Linked DNA regions of Mus musculus: region 2 is linked to region 1. Evidence: chromatin contacts called from public promoter capture Hi-C data. All regions are on one chromosome and are shown on one strand. The core of a region is the stretch at or near the end of the contact, and the rest is flanking DNA. Distances in the headings are between cores, read along the strand shown. Region 1 has its middle 7.2 kb from the start of Ulk2. Region 2 overlaps Ncor1 (nuclear receptor co-repressor 1).

Region 1 (5,212 bases), core at 1,396-3,895:
AGGTACACATGCACACACACAACTGTGAAGTAGAGTGTGATGTGGTGGTCTATACACTTATAATCACAGTACTCAGCAGACTGAGGCAGGAGGTTATATGATCCAGGCTACCCAGGGCTACAGAGCAAGATCATCTCAATAACCCAAAGATAAGTTATTTCAATTATAACATAACATCCCTGCTGTCCTGAAACCCACTTTATAGATTAAGCTGGCTTCAAACTCACAGAGCTCCTCCTGCCTCTGCCTCCTGAGTCCTGGGACTAAATATATGTGCCTCAGTGCCTGGCATAATCATAAAATTCAAGTGGCTAAAAAAAGAAGGTAATGTGTAAAATTTGATATACTCAGATTTAACAAACAGCATTAAGAAGCCAATTATTTACACTTACCAAATCTAAGATTGAAGCTTAGTGCTCACACTCTTGTCTAGGAACTGTGAAGCCCTAGGTTTTATCCTCAGCATCACATATGCACATATACATGCATATATACATATACATACATATACTTAAATATACCATTCATATATACACCACACATACACACATACTTATATACATATACCATATATACATATACACACACATATATATACACACTACACATATACACACATACCACCTGCACACACATATATACATATATACCCTACATACCACATATACATACACATGCACATATACACATATATACCACATGTATACACACATATGCACACTATACATACTAAACACATACACAGCATATATACAAACATGTACCACACACACCATATAATGTATGTATGTGTGTGTTTATATATATATATATATACATATATGTATATATATATATTACATACAATACAGACTTACACATTGGTGTGTGTTCACACACAGATTAGTAAGCTGATAGAACAATTCAACCTTCACTTTCTCTTAAATATAATCACTGCCACACTTGGCTAGTACAGTGTTTTTCAATTTGTGGATTTTGAGGAGTCCTAAAGGCCCCAAGATAATACCAGGGGTTCAGTAAAGTCAAATATATTTTCATAGCAGTATAGACAAATAAACTGCCTTTTTAAAAAATTGTGTCTATATCTGAGACAAGGGTGTAAAAGAAGTGACTGGTGAACTTCCTGGCCCCTTGGCAGGAACCTGGACCAAACCAAACCAGAAGAAATCACCAGCTCCAGTTTTCCCTAAGTTTCCTTTGTGTAGCAACAACAATCACTAAATTGGGAGAAATCTTAACCCTCAAGTATATGGTTTTATGTGCATTGGTGTTTTGCCTACATTCATACCCGTGTGAGGGTGTCAGATCTCCTGGAAATGAAGTTACAGACAATTGTGAGCTGCCATGTGGGTACTGGGAATTGAAACCAGGTCCTTTGGGAAGAGCAGCCAGTATTCTTAACCACTGAGCCATCTCTCCAGCCCCAAGTTTTTTGTTTGTTTGTTTGTTTGTTTTTAACATGTTGACAAAAGGGGAAATCCATATATAGCACTTCCTCATGACAAAGCATGGCTCTTGGCTGCCACATGCCCTCTACTTTCACAGAAGAGCATTTCTTTCAAAGCTCTTTCACAGGCATCGGTGTTTTGCCTGCGTGTAAATGTATTGTTTGAAGGCGTCAGATTCCTTAGAACTAGGGCTGCCACTTCCTGGGTGCTACGAATTCAACCTGGGTCCTCTGGAAGAGCAGGCATTGCTCCTAACTGCTGAGCCACCTCTCCAGTCCCCGGAATATCATTTCTAATGGCAAGGACAGCTGAAAGTAGGGTATTCAGACTTCCTCTACATTTCTTTTGCTTTTATTTATTACGTAGGTCCTCCCAACCCGGGGACCAGGTCTCCCTCCTATGCAACCTAGACTGTTCTCAAACTCATGTTGTTGTTTTGTGCTCCCCCACCCCCACCCCCCGGTCTCCCATGTGTGTGAAGGCAGGTCTCACTATATATCCTTGGCTCTGGTAGACCATGTTGGCCTTAGATTTAGAGATCCCCTTGCCTCTCTGCCTCCTGAGTTTTGGGATCAAATGTATATGTCGCCAAGCCTGGCCGTAATCTTATTTTCTTATTCTAAAATCATTTCTCTTAGTGCAGTCCTAGTAGCTAATCAGGATTTATTTATAGTTGTGTAACTGGCAACATGAAGAAACATTTCCCTATTCCCCCCACTCTAAGAAGAACTGCAGATTCAGTGTCTTTGTCTAACTCAAGAGGAAGTTAAGTGTTCCATCTTCACCACAGATTGCAAAGCAGTCTCTTCTGTCCCGTGTTTCTTGATAGAGGTCAGAAACACAGTGCACCGCAGACATCCTACCTCTCCAAGAGGAAGCACAGGTGTGCCCAGCCTCCCATGAAGGAAACAGGAAAGCCTACTGGCAACAAGCACAGAAACCAAGTGGGTCATCCAGTGCTGAAGTGGGGAGGGGCTAGAGTGTAGTTCTGTGGCAGAACGGCTGGCCAGCTGTGCAAGGCCCTGGGTCCCATCACAAAAGACAAAGAAACAGAGGAGCCAACTTGAACTCCGTGTAAAGCATCCTGCAAACACAGGATTGAGGTACCACCAGAAGTTGGTTCCATTCTTTTCTGATAAGAGCAAGTCACAGCAGGACACAGAGACTGTGACACACAGGCATGATCCAGAGGTCCAATTTATCGATTCATGAGTGAACATTCAACTGTTTAAAAGATAAACCAGAAGACGTGTTTGGAAAACCTAGTTATCTATTTGTAGGAAAAAAAAAATCACTTCAGCAAACAAGGGGGGCAGTTCTTGTAACTGGCCTTTGCTACAATCCTGACTATGAAGCTGGTGAGTAGGTGTGCAAGTATGTTCATGAGGCGCAACCAATGTAGCATATTCTGTGTGTGTGTGTGTGTGTGTGTGTGTGTGTCTGGAGGTGGCAGGGGTGGGTGGTAGATTCAGACTTAAGAAGGCTGCCAGGGCAGGGACAACACAGGAATTCTCTCTAGTCTTCCCAGTGCTGGGCAGCCCTAGAGCATTGCATAGGCTACTCAGTGCTCTAACCACTGATCGATCTTCCCTCCAGCTCCAATTTTATGTATTTTCTGCTTAGATTTGTTTTGAACCTAAAACTGTTTTTTTAGAAGACACCCTCCCCCCAAGTAACTGAGATTTGTTGTTGCTTACACGCTCCTCCCCCCAAAGCACTCTCGTTTCACCCAGGGGAGAGGTCAAAGCTGAGAGACCCTACAGGATCTGGCCCATTTTCTCGGTGGTGCCTCCAAGCACAGTTCTGTCTGAGGCCTCTGCATGAACCATTCCTTTGACCTGAGATGTTGGGGTGAGCAGAATCTGCTTCTTCCAAGGTTCGTGCCACCCTGTTAGCATGCTAGCCCTGGTCACCAGTTCTAAAATCAAGTCCTCCCTCTTATACTTCTCATCTCTCAGCCCAGACTTAGCTTTGTCCTTAAACTAGCTTACATACATTTATTTCATTCTACCACTTCTTGATGTCTGGGTTAAGATCACGTGTACCATCTACTGTAACCCTTCTCCCACTTATGCTTCTGAAATAGAGTAAGCCCCCTGAATGGACAGACTTAGTGGTTTTGTTGTATCCTACCTAGATGGGCCTGCTGGCACCTGTCATTTCAGCACTTTGGAGGCAGCAGCAGGACAGCCTCAACATCCGTGTTTCCTTTTTTGCACAAGTATGTAGCCCAGGGTGGCCTCAAACCTTTAATCACCTTGTGCCTACTGAGTGCTGGGGTTACGGGTGAGCACCACCACATGCAGCGATGGGAACCTTCCCAAGTGTAAACATGACTTTGTGCAAGGGCAGTAGCCATGAGAATTAGAAAAGATACCTAGTTTAAGGTCTGTCTTCAATACTAATAAGGAATTTGGACTTTTTCCAACCCCCCCCCCCAAAAAAAAGAACCCCTTTGAGTTAGAGAGTTATAGTGCGTACCTCCTGTATTCACACCTTTGAGTTAGAGTTATAGTGCGCACCTCCTGTATTCACACCTTTGAGTTAGAGTTATAGTGCGCACCTCCTGTATTCACACCTTTGAGTTAGAGAGTTATAGTGCGCACCTCCTGTATCCACACCTTTGAGTTAGAGAGTTATAGTGCGTACCTCCTGTATTCACACCTTTGAGTTAGAGAGTTATAGTGCGCACCTCCTGTATTCACACCTTTGAGTTAGAGAGTTATAGTGCGCACCTCCTGTATTCACACCTTTGAGTTAGAGAGTTATAGTGCGCACCTCCTGTATTCACACCTTTGAGTTAGAGTTATAGTGCGTACCTCCTGTATTCACACCTGCTAAAGATTTAAGAAAGGCAAGAGGATTGCTTAGGTTTATGGCATGCAACGCCAGCCTAGGAGCCAAAATGAGAACTAGCCTTTAAATACTAAAAGTGTGTGTGTAGAAGAAAAGGAATGGGGGTTAAGGGAAAGAAAACCAACAGAAATTTTGTTTAAAAAAGCTATAATCAAACCTAATGCTGTGTATGCTAATTAAAATTTTAAATAAAGCTGAGCAGTGGTGGCACACGCCTTTAATCCCAGGACTTGGGAGGCAGAGGCAGGCAGATTTCTGAGTTCGAGGCCAGCCTGGTCTACAGAGTGAGTTCCAGGACAGCCAGGGCTACACAGGAAACCCCTGTCTTGAAAAACAAAAACAAAAAAATTTTAAATAAAAAAAAATATATATAAATTCAACCCAATCCTTATGTTCTTGAAAAATAATACACAGCCTGTAACTGAATTTTTTTTTTTTATGAAGAATGTGGCCTTAGAGCTGTACAGGTAGTTATCAGTATCACAATCAAGTAAGCTAATTAAGTAAACCTGTGTGGTTAGTGCTTTGAGAAAAAGAACATTTTCCTTTTACTGTTCCTTCTTGTTTATACATCTGAGTGATTCCACCAACACCTGTAATCAGCCTAGCAAAATATACCATAACAATAACAGAATACATGTAAGATACACATTAAATAATAAGCTAGGTGCATACATTATAACTGTAACATCAGATTTTACACATTGATAGTTAAGCTTATTCTAGAGCTCATTAAAAAAAAAAACACAAAGAAGGCACAATCCAGAATGATCTCTATCTCTGAAATCTGAATGCTAAAATATTAAGTTTCTCACATCTTTCCTTATGTTATCTATTAGCTTATCTAGTATTTTGTTGCTTTGTTGGTCTGCTTGCTTGTTTCCAAGTCAGGGTCTCACTATGTAGTT
Region 2 (5,212 bases), core at 1,504-4,003, 490 kb after region 1:
ATACTTCCTTCCACTGCCTCATAGCTTCTTTTTAAACTCATTTCATGAGCTGTTCTTGGACTCCGAGTCCCTTCTCGGGCATTCTTAATATCTGTAGAATATAGAAACAAGAATTATTCAGAGCCTAAGGCCTATTTATAATGTGCAGTAAACTAAGACCTTAGTATTAGATTAGTCTTATAAAAACCACTTGATCCCAGCCCTCAGCAGGCAGAGATAGATGGATCATTATGAGTTTGAGGCTAGCCTGGTCTAAATAGGTCAGAAGGGGCTGTAGAGCATGACTCTGCCCCAAACAAAACAAAACAAAACAAAACAAAGATTTGCTCTAACACATATTTGTGTAGACAGCGCCCAGGAAAACACTTTGGTTTACTGCAGCATTGACTGAATGGCTCCTGTGTGCCAAGCTAAGGCTTCCAGGTTAACAAACTAAGTCCCTTCTCAAGAAACTTACCTAATAGTGGTTGGTATAAAAAAATATGCCCAGGCTGCAAATATGGGTTGGCAATTGAGAGTACTCAGTGTTCCTCCACAGGATCTGAGTTTAGTTCCCAGCACCTGCATCATGGGCCTCACAACTACTCTAGTTCCAAAGGATCTGATGGCCTTTTCCGGCTTCCACAGGAACACACATGAATTAAGAAAAAAATGTGGCTCATGCATACGCACACACACATAAACAAAAAATACTAACAAAACTAATAGGTCTTATTGTCCAATGTAATGCATATTATGGAAGGAAATTTACAGTATGCTGCAAGAATGATGAGACAGAAACTTGACATGTCCAAGTCCATCCAGAAAAGGCAAGCTGAGAACTGAAGGACAAGTAAGAGAGATGCTTCTGTCCAATATAAAAGCAGGAAACAATGGCACAGGCAGAAGGAACAGGCTCAGATACCTCAAGAATGACAGAGCATGCTACCTTAAAAGAAACATCATCAGCTCAGTACAAAGCCAATGTGAAGAATGGAAGTTAGGCAGCAAAGTTTCGGGCTGAGAGGAAAAGGAGCAATCAAAAAAACCTGTAGGGGTAAGCAAAAGGAGACCGTGGAGTGGGCTGTTGCTGGCATGGGACAGTCTTGTACTCATCCTTTAAGGTCACAAAGGTAAAGCAGGAAGCATGGTGACTACTCCAGGGAAGTCAGCACCCTAAGGTGTCCAGACCAAAGGTAATGGCTGCAGGCAGAATAAGGGATTGATTGCAGAGACTTTAGGAAACAATCTAAATGATTTTGTAATATGCTGGAGATGAAAAAAGAGAGATAGAGAAAAAGAAAGATACCTAGATTTCTAGCTTCTTTCCCTCTCCCCAAAGTACAATGCTCATCTACGCTAGAAGTGTTAAAGTAAGAAATAAGATTAGTGTAGATTACACAACATCAGGTATTCTGTTCATCTCTTTGTATTAGAGACAAAGAGAAGATATCGCTAATAACTATTTCACGGTTGTAGTCAGAAAACTCAAACTCAGCCCTGTGCCTGATGATTACAGCATATATTAGTCATTCTTAGAAAATATACTCGAAGGAAAAGACGGATGGCTAGATTTGATAGAGGGAAAAACAGGCACAGATACATTTTTATTAAGGGGAGTTTAGTCTAACATTCTCATCTTGATTATCAGATTATCTGTTCCTTAGTTCTTAACCTTAAAAAAATATGACCCCTATTAAAATAAAAGCTATTCCATTTAAGTTAAATGAAGATTCTTTTTCTAGGTTAAGGAATGACTAGTCACTGACAATGTCAGCTGTTAATTACAATATACTTCCCCTGTGCTCTGCACACTCTTACAACTCTTAACTGACAGTCTTAATTGATTTTTTTTTTTTACAAAATATCCCCTTTCGCAAGGAGAAAACAGGACTGCAAAAAATAAACTGACTTACCTATAGTAAGAACGTAAAATCAGAGCCTGTTTTTCAGTCTCACGTTCTAAGATTGGCATCAATGAATAAACAATACTTACTATCATATGATAAGATATGTCCACTTTTGCCTTCATAGATAACATGGCCCTTGGATGCAGCTTCCTCTCTGACCTTCTCAGGACTGCTTTCTTCAATAGGCATCCTGGAGACAGGTCCCTTCACCAAAGCCTCTGTTGGTATTCCAGCCTGGGGCAGAGCTGGGGTCCCCTGTCATCAAAAAACCCCACAAGCATCCAAGAGTCACTAATGCTGAGAAGCAGCACAGCCATGAAGAATAAAGAAACTGAGAGTCAGGTCAGTCTTCAAAAAAACAAAGTGCACAGAGGAAACAAAACATCTCACCCCTGTAGACATAAAGAAACCCCCGATCTCGCTCCTTCAACTCTACTATCACAGAGAACTCAGATGATCATAGCATATGAGGTAAAACAGCTTTGTCCCCCCCAAACCTATGGCTGGTGCTTGGGCTTTGGTCATCAATAAGAGGAGAGGCTCAGATGCCTTGTTTAGTGAGATATTCAGTCAGGAAACATCACCTGAGTCTTACCATCATTAGTCCTCCACTAGACTGACAGTAGGTCTTTATGCCCTTCCTTTTAGGGAAACTGTTTCCTGTCTATTGTATAGGACGCTGTATAAGTGGGTAGATTGGGCTGTAAAGAAAATGAAGACCAGATCTACCCCACTCCTCTGTGTAGGATCTCTACTACTTTGAACTTGAGGCAATACGCTCTGAAACAGATGTTTAAAGGGGGTGAGTGAAAGACAGGAGCAATGCGTCCAGCATACCCAGTCATGAACAAAGTTCAGCAGAAACATCAGGAAATCCTCAACATGCACTCTGTCCCAATGAGCAAATCTTAAAATAGATACAACAGAGTGTCATTTGACCCAGTTAAAACTATTTACCTAACAAACAAAACGTTGGATGCTGGAAAGTTAAGAAGGAAGTGAAGACAGCATAGAGGCCCACTTATATTCTCTGTGTACATTTAAGGGTTAACTTACTTTGACTGAATATGTAACGAGAGACAGGGAGTTTCTACGTCATGCTCTAAATCAGCATAAGCCATAACAACTACGACACTGGAAATTGTCTTAACAGGGTGACTCTGAATCACAATGTCCTGAGCAGAATCAACCAAAGGCTCAGGAAAGCCCAGGCTGCTGGAGCTCATACCCAGCAACTCTAGCACAAGGCTTAAGCATTTATGACCAGCAACTTCTCAAGGGATGCTGGTGCTCAGGGTCGTGGGTGTCCACACCGCTGGTAACAATACCTTAGGTAACAAGGATACACCACAACAATAGGCTAGTAACAATATACAAAAACTGTATCCGTGTTTATAAAAGGCAGACTATATGAACTTCACTACTTTTCTCATTCATGTAAAAATTTTAAAAAGGAGGTGTTTTAACATTTCAAGTTAAAATTAATATCTAGCTAGAAAAAGAAATTAATCAAAATTAGGATTCTGTTTAGTCTCTGATGTACTCAATGAATTTGAACACAGCAGCTTACACATTGAGATCACAAATATACCTTTTCACAAAGAAGCATTTCTCATTGTTTTCTTCTCAATTTCTATTTAATCTAAGCACATGATAAAAGCTTTTACAGGAAGTCCATAAGGACTATAATATCTTCTGCAAGTTTCTTTTGCCAATTTCCAGGTGAGTAGTAACACCTTGAATAACTACAGTATAGATACCATGGCTTGGAGTTAAAATGCAGCCGGAAAGGAAAAGGTCTGGAGATCTGAGGTTTATTACTGAGAGCTGGACTCATAAAAGAACAATGACCCATGCTGCTATAACAAGAGCACTGCTATAACTAAAACTCCTGAGAAATCCAGCTTTCCAGGCTCCAGGAGATGATGGCCCATGCACTGACCTGGGTAATAGAGCCCCGCAACGATGAAATGGTCTCCACTGAGATTTTGCTGGCTGGAGTTCCCCGAGTTATACTTCCTTCTTGGACAGCCCCTGCAGTGCCTGAATGAAAACAAAACCATCACTAAATCATTGCCTTCTTCCTAGCAGCCCCTACTCCACAATACAAGTTCTCACACAGCAGAATGGGGCAAGCATAACAAAAATTATCCTAATGAAATGCATGGCTCAAATAATATCATAATGATCTTTAAAAGGATTGTTCAAACTGATTGATGAAGGTCCTACCCCTAGCAGAGGAACTACTGGTAGCTTATAACTGCTTAGGGAAAGAAGCAATTTCTCTTTAGGGAACTAGAAACATGTGTAGACTGCCTATAATCCAGTAGATGGCACAAATACACATGCATATATAGGCAATAATAACTGCACTATCAAAAAAATGAGAGAGCAGTGGCTGAGAACATGAGAGTGGGAGGGAGCATGTTGAGGGGGAAAGAGTTGGTGTTGGGGAAATGATCAAAATGCACTATACAAATATATGAAATAACAGAATAAATATATTATTAAAAATTACGGCTGACAAATAATGTCAGAGTTTGGTGGGGCTTTTTGGTTTTGGTTTCGATTTATTACTATATGCCCATCAAATTTCAAAAGTTTTAAAGTTATTGGCTCAGCGATTAAGAGCAGTGACTGCTCTTCCAGAGGTCCTGAGTTCAATTCCCAGCCACTACATGGTGGCTAACAATCATCTGTAATGGGGTCCAATGCATTCTTCTGGTGTGTGTCTGAAGACAGCTACAGTGTACTTGTATAAATAAAAATAAATAAATCTTTTTTAAAAAATAGCTATCTTTACATGGAAGCAAAAACATAAAAGTCAGTAACTTGAAGAAATAAGTCATTAAAATATATTAATGACTAAGCTGTTTGTATTCATGTATACTTTGGAGGCTGAAGTAGGAGGACTGAGAATCCAAGTTCAAACTTGACCATACAGCATATCCAAGGCCAGTAAAATTATCACTGTTACCACAACTTAGGATGTACCCACAAAAAAATTTTAATGAGTTCCTTTATAAAGTTTACTATGGGCAAAGGTTTAACATAACTGTTAAACTGGATACAGTTTTACCTCTGACCACACCTTCATGCTGCGCTCTGACCAATAAACCCTCAGGTTGTGAGTTTTGGCTTCTCGGAGAAAATTCTTCCTGCTTGATGTAGGTCAAAGGAGCTATGGGGAAAAGAAAGAGAACCATGAGAAGACCAACCACTGAGTGGCTGACCATGATGCTACAAACAGGCGTGATAGAACTGTGGCCACTCACTGACCTGCTTTGGTAGACTCCTGCTGCCGGGGCAATCCCAGAGAGATA

What was found. Capture Hi-C pulls out chosen DNA fragments and counts their contacts.
Region 2: a contact with region 1 is called in a promoter capture Hi-C map of liver. The contact joins two enhancer-like sites. A contact is called at or near these places in 9 of 39 promoter capture datasets (the 3T3-L1 cell line, the C10 cell line, cranial neural crest and 6 more), 1 of 484 Hi-C or Micro-C datasets (bone marrow-derived macrophages), 8 of 115 datasets of contacts at active chromatin or transcription factors (the NIH/3T3 cell line, astrocytes, bone marrow-derived macrophages and 5 more) and 3 of 9 other capture datasets (adipose tissue, liver and pancreatic islet).

What each region holds. Positions count from the first base shown.
Region 1 is chr11:61,859,711-61,864,922 of GRCm38.p6, forward strand. No RefSeq gene overlaps it. Among named protein-coding and RNA genes, the nearest start is that of Ulk2, 7.2 kb to the left of the region's middle. Within about 2 kb of position 2,646, at least 17 of the 459 cell types and tissues checked have an H3K27ac peak or open chromatin away from gene starts, as enhancers often do. A contact at or near this core is called in liver, where this site is marked.
Region 2 is chr11:62,349,403-62,354,614 of GRCm38.p6, forward strand. Ncor1 (nuclear receptor co-repressor 1) reads right to left here. Exons shown (of 45, transcript NM_001252313.1): 23 at 5,169-5,212; 24 at 4,969-5,070; 25 at 3,832-3,932; 26 at 1,976-2,144; 27 at 1-91. Among named protein-coding and RNA genes, the nearest start is that of Ttc19, 71 kb to the left of the region's middle. Within about 2 kb of position 2,754, at least 8 of the 459 cell types and tissues checked have an H3K27ac peak or open chromatin away from gene starts, as enhancers often do. A contact at or near this core is called in liver, where this site is marked.